Regions from separate parts of the Mus musculus genome. Here region 1 is linked to region 2. Evidence: chromatin contacts called from public promoter capture Hi-C data. All regions are on one chromosome and are shown on one strand. Each heading gives the region's core, a stretch centred on a gene start, on an enhancer-like site or on the middle of the called end of the contact. The rest is flanking DNA. Distances are from core to core; before and after follow the strand shown.

Evidence for each region. Promoter capture Hi-C pulls out the DNA fragments that hold promoters and counts their contacts.
Region 1: a contact with region 2 is called in a promoter capture Hi-C map of liver, with 2.8 times the contacts expected there. The contact joins the enhancer-like site here to the promoter of Mst1r in region 2. A contact is called at or near these places in 3 of 39 promoter capture datasets (embryonic stem cells, liver and pre-B cells) and 3 of 484 Hi-C or Micro-C datasets (embryonic stem cells and regulatory T cells).

What each region holds. Positions count from the first base shown.
Region 1 is chr9:108,226,620-108,229,620 of GRCm38.p6, forward strand. All of the region lies in intron 2 of Dag1 (dystroglycan 1), which reads right to left. Among named protein-coding and RNA genes, the nearest start is that of Dag1, 36 kb to the right of the region's middle. Within about 2 kb of position 1,457, at least 14 of the 459 cell types and tissues checked have an H3K27ac peak or open chromatin away from gene starts, as enhancers often do. A contact at or near this core is called in liver, where this site is marked.
Region 2 is chr9:107,905,274-107,908,239 of GRCm38.p6, forward strand. Mst1r (macrophage stimulating 1 receptor (c-met-related tyrosine kinase)) reads left to right here and starts at 1,616. Exons shown (of 19, transcript NM_009074.2): 1 at 1,616-2,966. The coding sequence starts at 1,872. It also overlaps the pseudogene Gm23856.

The sequences.
Region 1 (3,001 bases), core at 207-2,706, 320 kb after region 2:
TTTGGGTTAGCCTAGTCTACATCGAGAGTTCCCAGCCACCCAGAGCTATATGGTATACCATGTTCAAAATAAAAGCCAAGAAAAAAAGAAGAAGAAGAAGAAGAAGAAGGAAGAAGAAGAAGGGGGGAGGGGAGGAGTCTGGTTACAAGTGTGTTCAAGCTCAGCCTAGACTACAGAAATCTGTCCTATCTAGCCTGGGCAACTGTGTAAGACTCTGTATTAAAAATAATACTTGGAAGCCAGGCAGTGGTGGCGCACGCCTTTAATCCCAGCACTTGGGAGGCAGAGGCAGGCGGATTTCTGAGTTCGAGGCCAGCCTGGTCTACAGAGTGAGTTCCAGGATAGCCAGGGCTACACAGAGAAACCCTGTCTCGAAAATAAATAAATAAATAAATAAATAAATAAATAAATAAATAAATAAATAAAACTTGGAACTGGGGTGGATGTTCACCTGCTTAGCATGTGAGGCCTTAGATTCTATTTTTTTTTTTTTTAAGATTTATTGCCGGGCAGTGGTAGCGCACGCCTTTAATCCCAGCACTCGGGAGGCAGAGGCAGGCGGATTTCTGAGTTCGAGGTCAGCCTGGTCTACAGAGTGAGTTCCAAGACAGCCAGGGCTACACAGAGAAACCCTGTCTCGAAAAACCAAAAAAAATAAAAATTTATTTATTTTATGTATTTGAGTACAATGTTGATGTCTTTAGACACACCAGAAGAGGGCATCAGATTCCTTTATGGTTGGTTGTGAGCCACCATGTGGTTGCTGGGAACTCAACTCAGGACCTCTTAACCACTGAGCTTTCTCTCCAGCCCCTAGAGTCAATTCTTAAAGAAATTATGTTGAGCCATTCAATGTGCAATTGATTTGTGTTCTAATCTGTGTCAAAAAAAAAAAACCTGAAAAATTTATAAAGTTTCAGTAAGGTAAGATTATTGAAGGAAAAAAATTAAATCTAATTTATTTTTATTTTATGCTCACTGGTATTTTGCCTGTATGTATATCTGTATAAGGGTGTCAGAAACCCTAAGTGGATCTCTTCTCTCTTTTGGGCATTTTGTTCTTTTAGAAGTATGAACCTAACATAGGAAAGTTAGTGATTTCTCAGAAGCTGCAGCCATGGTTAAGATTTAAGATCAAGTAAAAGAGCAAGTTAAACAAAACTATCTGTGGGAGGGGAGGAATTCTTCTAGCAGGAAATTCCCTGGGCAAAGACAGTAGGCACCAGTTTTGTCTTGTTGATTTATAAACAAGGTGTGTACTTCTGGCATGAAAAATATGTTCCTGATGGTCAAGCTTTACGAATGTGTTCAGGAAAGAAGGTAGCTTAAGCAAGTTGTCAGGACTTTAAACACAGAAGGTTGAAGTATCCCTTTAAAACACTTGTTACCATGGCAGCTTAGAGCAAGTACGTGTACATGGCTCTCAGTCACAGAGCTGTGACATCCTCTTTGATCCTGAGGCCCTGACCTTCTGAGGTCTCAGCCCTGTATCACAGGCTGTTGGCAGGGTCACTGGCTGCAGTAAATGGTCTGTGAGAGTATGTTTTTGTATGTGGAGGAAAAGGAGCAGGGCAGTGATTTGGGAGTGTTCTACATCATTGGCCAATTAGGTCAGAAAGACCAGCAGCCATGAGAGTTTTCTAAATTCAATTCTTTAAAGCCAGATTACATTTAGAGGTTTTTAGTCTTTCCTATTACAATGGGAAAAAAAAACAAACCAGGAAGCTTAGCTTTTAACTTGAAAACATAACCAAGTGGTCACTGCCTTCCTGCATGGTCAGTCAGTCATTGAGGAATGTAATGAAGCCCTTCACCCTTGCAGATATCCCATGAGTTCCCTGCCTCCTGGGGGGAGGGAGCAGCAGATTAAATATGGTCATGACCTTGCACTGGCCTCTTCACTCTCCTTTCTTCTCAGGGCAGGTCTCCTTGACTCCTGACCCTGCCTTCAAATGGTAGTGCTACTCTGTCCCTTTGTATTGAGTTGGTGGGAGTTAGCATAAGTACAGATGGAGTTTGGAAAGGTAGAAGGCAGCTTTAGTTCTGGGAAGCACCTACCTGGAAAAGCATGACTATCCGTTGTTTCATGATGAGGGTATACTCTGAGCATGTGTCAGACAGTTATATGAATGTCATATAATGCAAACCTAGGTGATACATTTACATTGAGGTTTTATAGTATGGCTTATTTCTCTTGACCACAAACTTACAGAAACTGAGTGTAATGAATAATATTGACCATTGTATATACTAACATTTCTGTATTCAAATATATCTAAACATAGAAAAGTCATAAGAGAAATACAGCATAAAAGATAAAAGATTGCCCCCCCCAAAAAAAAATTAGTCCAGCCATATGGGCTCTCAGCGTTAGCAGAGCTGTTTCCCAGACTGGAAAGCCTGGCTGAGCCTGGGTAAGAGGGTGAGTGGTGAGCGTACACAAAGCCCAGAGTCCTTACTATGCATTATTGTTGGCTTCACAAACACAGTGTAGGCTATATTAAATTTGTTTATGGTTTTAGCATTTGAGACAGGGTTTCAGAGAGCATTCCAAACTGGCCTTGAACTCCTGATCCTCTTGTATTAATCTTCCTAGTGTTGGGATTATAGACATATACCATCCATTCAAGTTACACTTATATTAGCCTAGCATAGTGGTGCACGCCTTTAATCCCAGCACTCGGGAGGCAGAGGCAGGAGGATTTCTGGGTTCGAGGCCAGCCTGGTCTACAAAGTGAGTGCCAGGACAGCCAGGGCTACACAGAGAAACCCTGTCTCGGAAAACAAAAAACAAACAAACAAAAAGTTACACTTATATTTACTTATTTATTTTTTAAATTTCTTCAAGAGGCTGGACTTAGTGGCCCATGTCTTTAATCCTAGTAATACTTAGGAGGCAAAGGTAGGCAGAGCTCTGAGTTCCAGACCAGCTAGAGCTATACATACAGTCAGATTCTGTCTCCAAAAAAAACTTTTTTCTTTCAGGGTCTGACATCTGGCA
Region 2 (2,966 bases), core at 366-2,865:
CATGTCCCTTGTGCAAGGGTGACTCGCAGATCTGTGAAGGGTTCCATATTTTTTGATGATTTTAATTAATGCTATTAAAAAAAAAAGCTGGGGCTGGAGAGATGGCTCAGTGGTTAAGAACACTGACTGATCTTCCATAGGTCCTGAGTTCAATTCCCAGCAACCACATGGTGGCTGACAACCCTCTGTAATGGGGATCTGATGCCCTCTTCTGGTGTGTCTGATGACAGCAACAGTGTACTCACATACATGAAATAAATAAATAAATCTGAAGGAGAAAGAGAAGGAGAAGCAGCAGCAACAGCAGCATGGTAGCACACATGCCCAATACTTAGTCCTAGTACTTGGAAGGCTGAAAGGCTGAAGCAGGTGGATCTCTGAGTTTGAGGGCAGTCTGGTCTACAGAGTGAACTCCAAGACAGCCAGGAAAAACCTATTTTGCCCAGAGAAACCCTGTTTCTATGTAACAAAACAAAACAAAACAAAAAAGGCATCCTAGGATAATACCATCTCGACTATGAAAGGATGAAGGGATGGAGCACTAGCTAAGGCCATGTTAGAAAGGAGAAGCAGGCAGTGAAGTTTGTCCTGGGCGTGGAGTAGAAAAGGTAGAATTCCCCAGGGTGGGTTCCTCCCTCCCCAGCTCTCTTATTCTCTGCTGCCTAGGGACTCAAAACTGCCTATGACCACCCTGTGAGGAGCCCTCAAGAGCCCAGGTTCACGGAGCTAAGGCAGCTGCCTGGCTAAGAATACCTCTTCCTGCTCCATTACCCTGAGGTATTGAGAAAGCGTCTTACCAAGAGACAGCGGCTGAGTCCCGGGAAAGAGAGGTGGCAAAGCAGAATGGGCTTCACCCATCCTGGAAAGAGGACTCTGGATTCCAACCAACTACAGCTACATTCGTGTTTCAGAGACACTGGGTCCACAAAGCAAGGAGCGGATCAGAGGTGCCCCGGAATTCAAAGACCACACCTCTCCTGTACCAGGGCACCGGAGGAGAGGCATTTTCTACCGTCACTCTTCCCTTCTGTCCCATATATGCCTTCTCATGCTGAGGCCACAGTGACAGGATCCGAGCCAGAGGGCTAGGTCTTCACAGAAGTTACCTCCTCTAAGTATTACCACCCAGGGCGGGTCAGACTCCATTAATCTTTATGGGTCTTGGCACACAGGACAGGGCACAACATACCTTTCTCTGACACTTCTCTGAATAGGCACATGGAAAGATGATCTCTGACCACACAAGGTCTGTTCCATGTATCCCTTTCTGCAGCGCCCCCACCCCCGCATTACTCTGTCCAGTGCATTCCTGGTCTCCGTCTCCGTTCCCCACATGGTGAACTAGTGCCTGACAGTGTTCCTATGAAAGAGGGCCATGAGGAGAGAGGAGCCAGATTGTCCTGCAGCGTTCTAACCTCAACCAGATGGGTTGTGGGGATATAGGATGGTTCAGGAATACTCCTTCCCAGGTCACAACAACAGCCTTCTCACAGCTGGAAAGAGTCAGACAGAGCTGGAAAGAAAGCAGGGCCTTCGACAGGGCTCCGCCCGTAGCCCCGCCCCCAGCCCTGCCGCACCCACTGGGGCCCACCTCCCTTCGACTTTGATCCAAGTAGCTGTAGCAGCGGCAGCTAGAAGCAGCAGCTGGGGCCCCTGGTGAGGTGATCGTGCCATTGCCGTGTCCGTGGGTCCACAGCCAGGTGCTCAGACCACAAGCCAGAGAGAAAGGTTGGGTTTGCCAGGGACCAGGGCAGGGGGGCAGCTGCCCAGGAGCTTTCAGTACCGCTGCGTAAAGCTGGTCTCAGCTCGGACCCTGAGTCTGGTTCGATCAAGTCCTGGACCTTCTGGGATTCCCAAGGGGCCCCAGCTCAATGGGGCTGCCTCTGCCGCTGCTTCAATCCTCTCTTCTGCTAATGCTTCTTTTGCGGCTGTCGGCGGCGTCCACCAACCTGAACTGGCAGTGCCCACGAATACCCTACGCAGCCTCCCGAGACTTCAGTGTCAAGTACGTGGTCCCCAGCTTCTCCGCGGGGGGCCGGGTACAGGCCACCGCAGCCTACGAGGACAGTACAAATAGTGCGGTGTTTGTGGCCACACGCAATCACCTGCACGTGCTTGGGCCTGACCTGCAGTTCATAGAGAACCTGACCACTGGCCCTATCGGGAACCCTGGCTGCCAGACTTGTGCGAGCTGTGGTCCAGGCCCTCATGGACCACCAAAGGACACAGACACACTGGTGCTAGTGATGGAGCCAGGTTTGCCAGCCCTGGTCAGCTGTGGCTCAACCCTACAGGGCCGCTGCTTCCTGCATGAGCTGGAGCCTCGGGGGAAAGCCCTGCACTTAGCAGCTCCAGCCTGCCTATTCTCAGCAAACAATAACAAGCCTGAGGCCTGCACGGACTGTGTGGCTAGCCCCCTGGGCACTCGTGTGACTGTGGTGGAGCAGGGGCATGCTTCCTACTTCTATGTGGCATCTTCGCTAGACCCAGAGTTGGCCGCTAGCTTTAGCCCCCGCTCGGTGTCCATCCGTCGTCTAAAGTCTGATACTTCTGGATTCCAACCAGGTTTTCCGTCGCTGTCGGTGCTGCCCAAATATTTGGCCTCCTACCTCATCAAATATGTGTACAGCTTCCACTCGGGGGATTTTGTCTACTTTCTGACTGTCCAGCCCATCAGTGTCACAAGCCCTCCCAGTGCCTTGCATACACGTCTGGTCCGGCTCAATGCTGTAGAGCCAGAGATTGGTGACTACCGGGAGCTGGTCTTGGACTGTCATTTTGCACCTAAACGCCGGCGCCGTGGAGCCCCGGAGGGCACACAGCCCTACCCAGTGCTTCAGGCAGCCCACTCTGCTCCAGTGGATGCCAAACTGGCTGTGGAACTGAGCATTTCAGAGGGCCAGGAAGTGCTTTTTGGGGTCTTTGTGACCGTCAAGGATGGTGGCTCTGGCATGGGTCCCAACTCT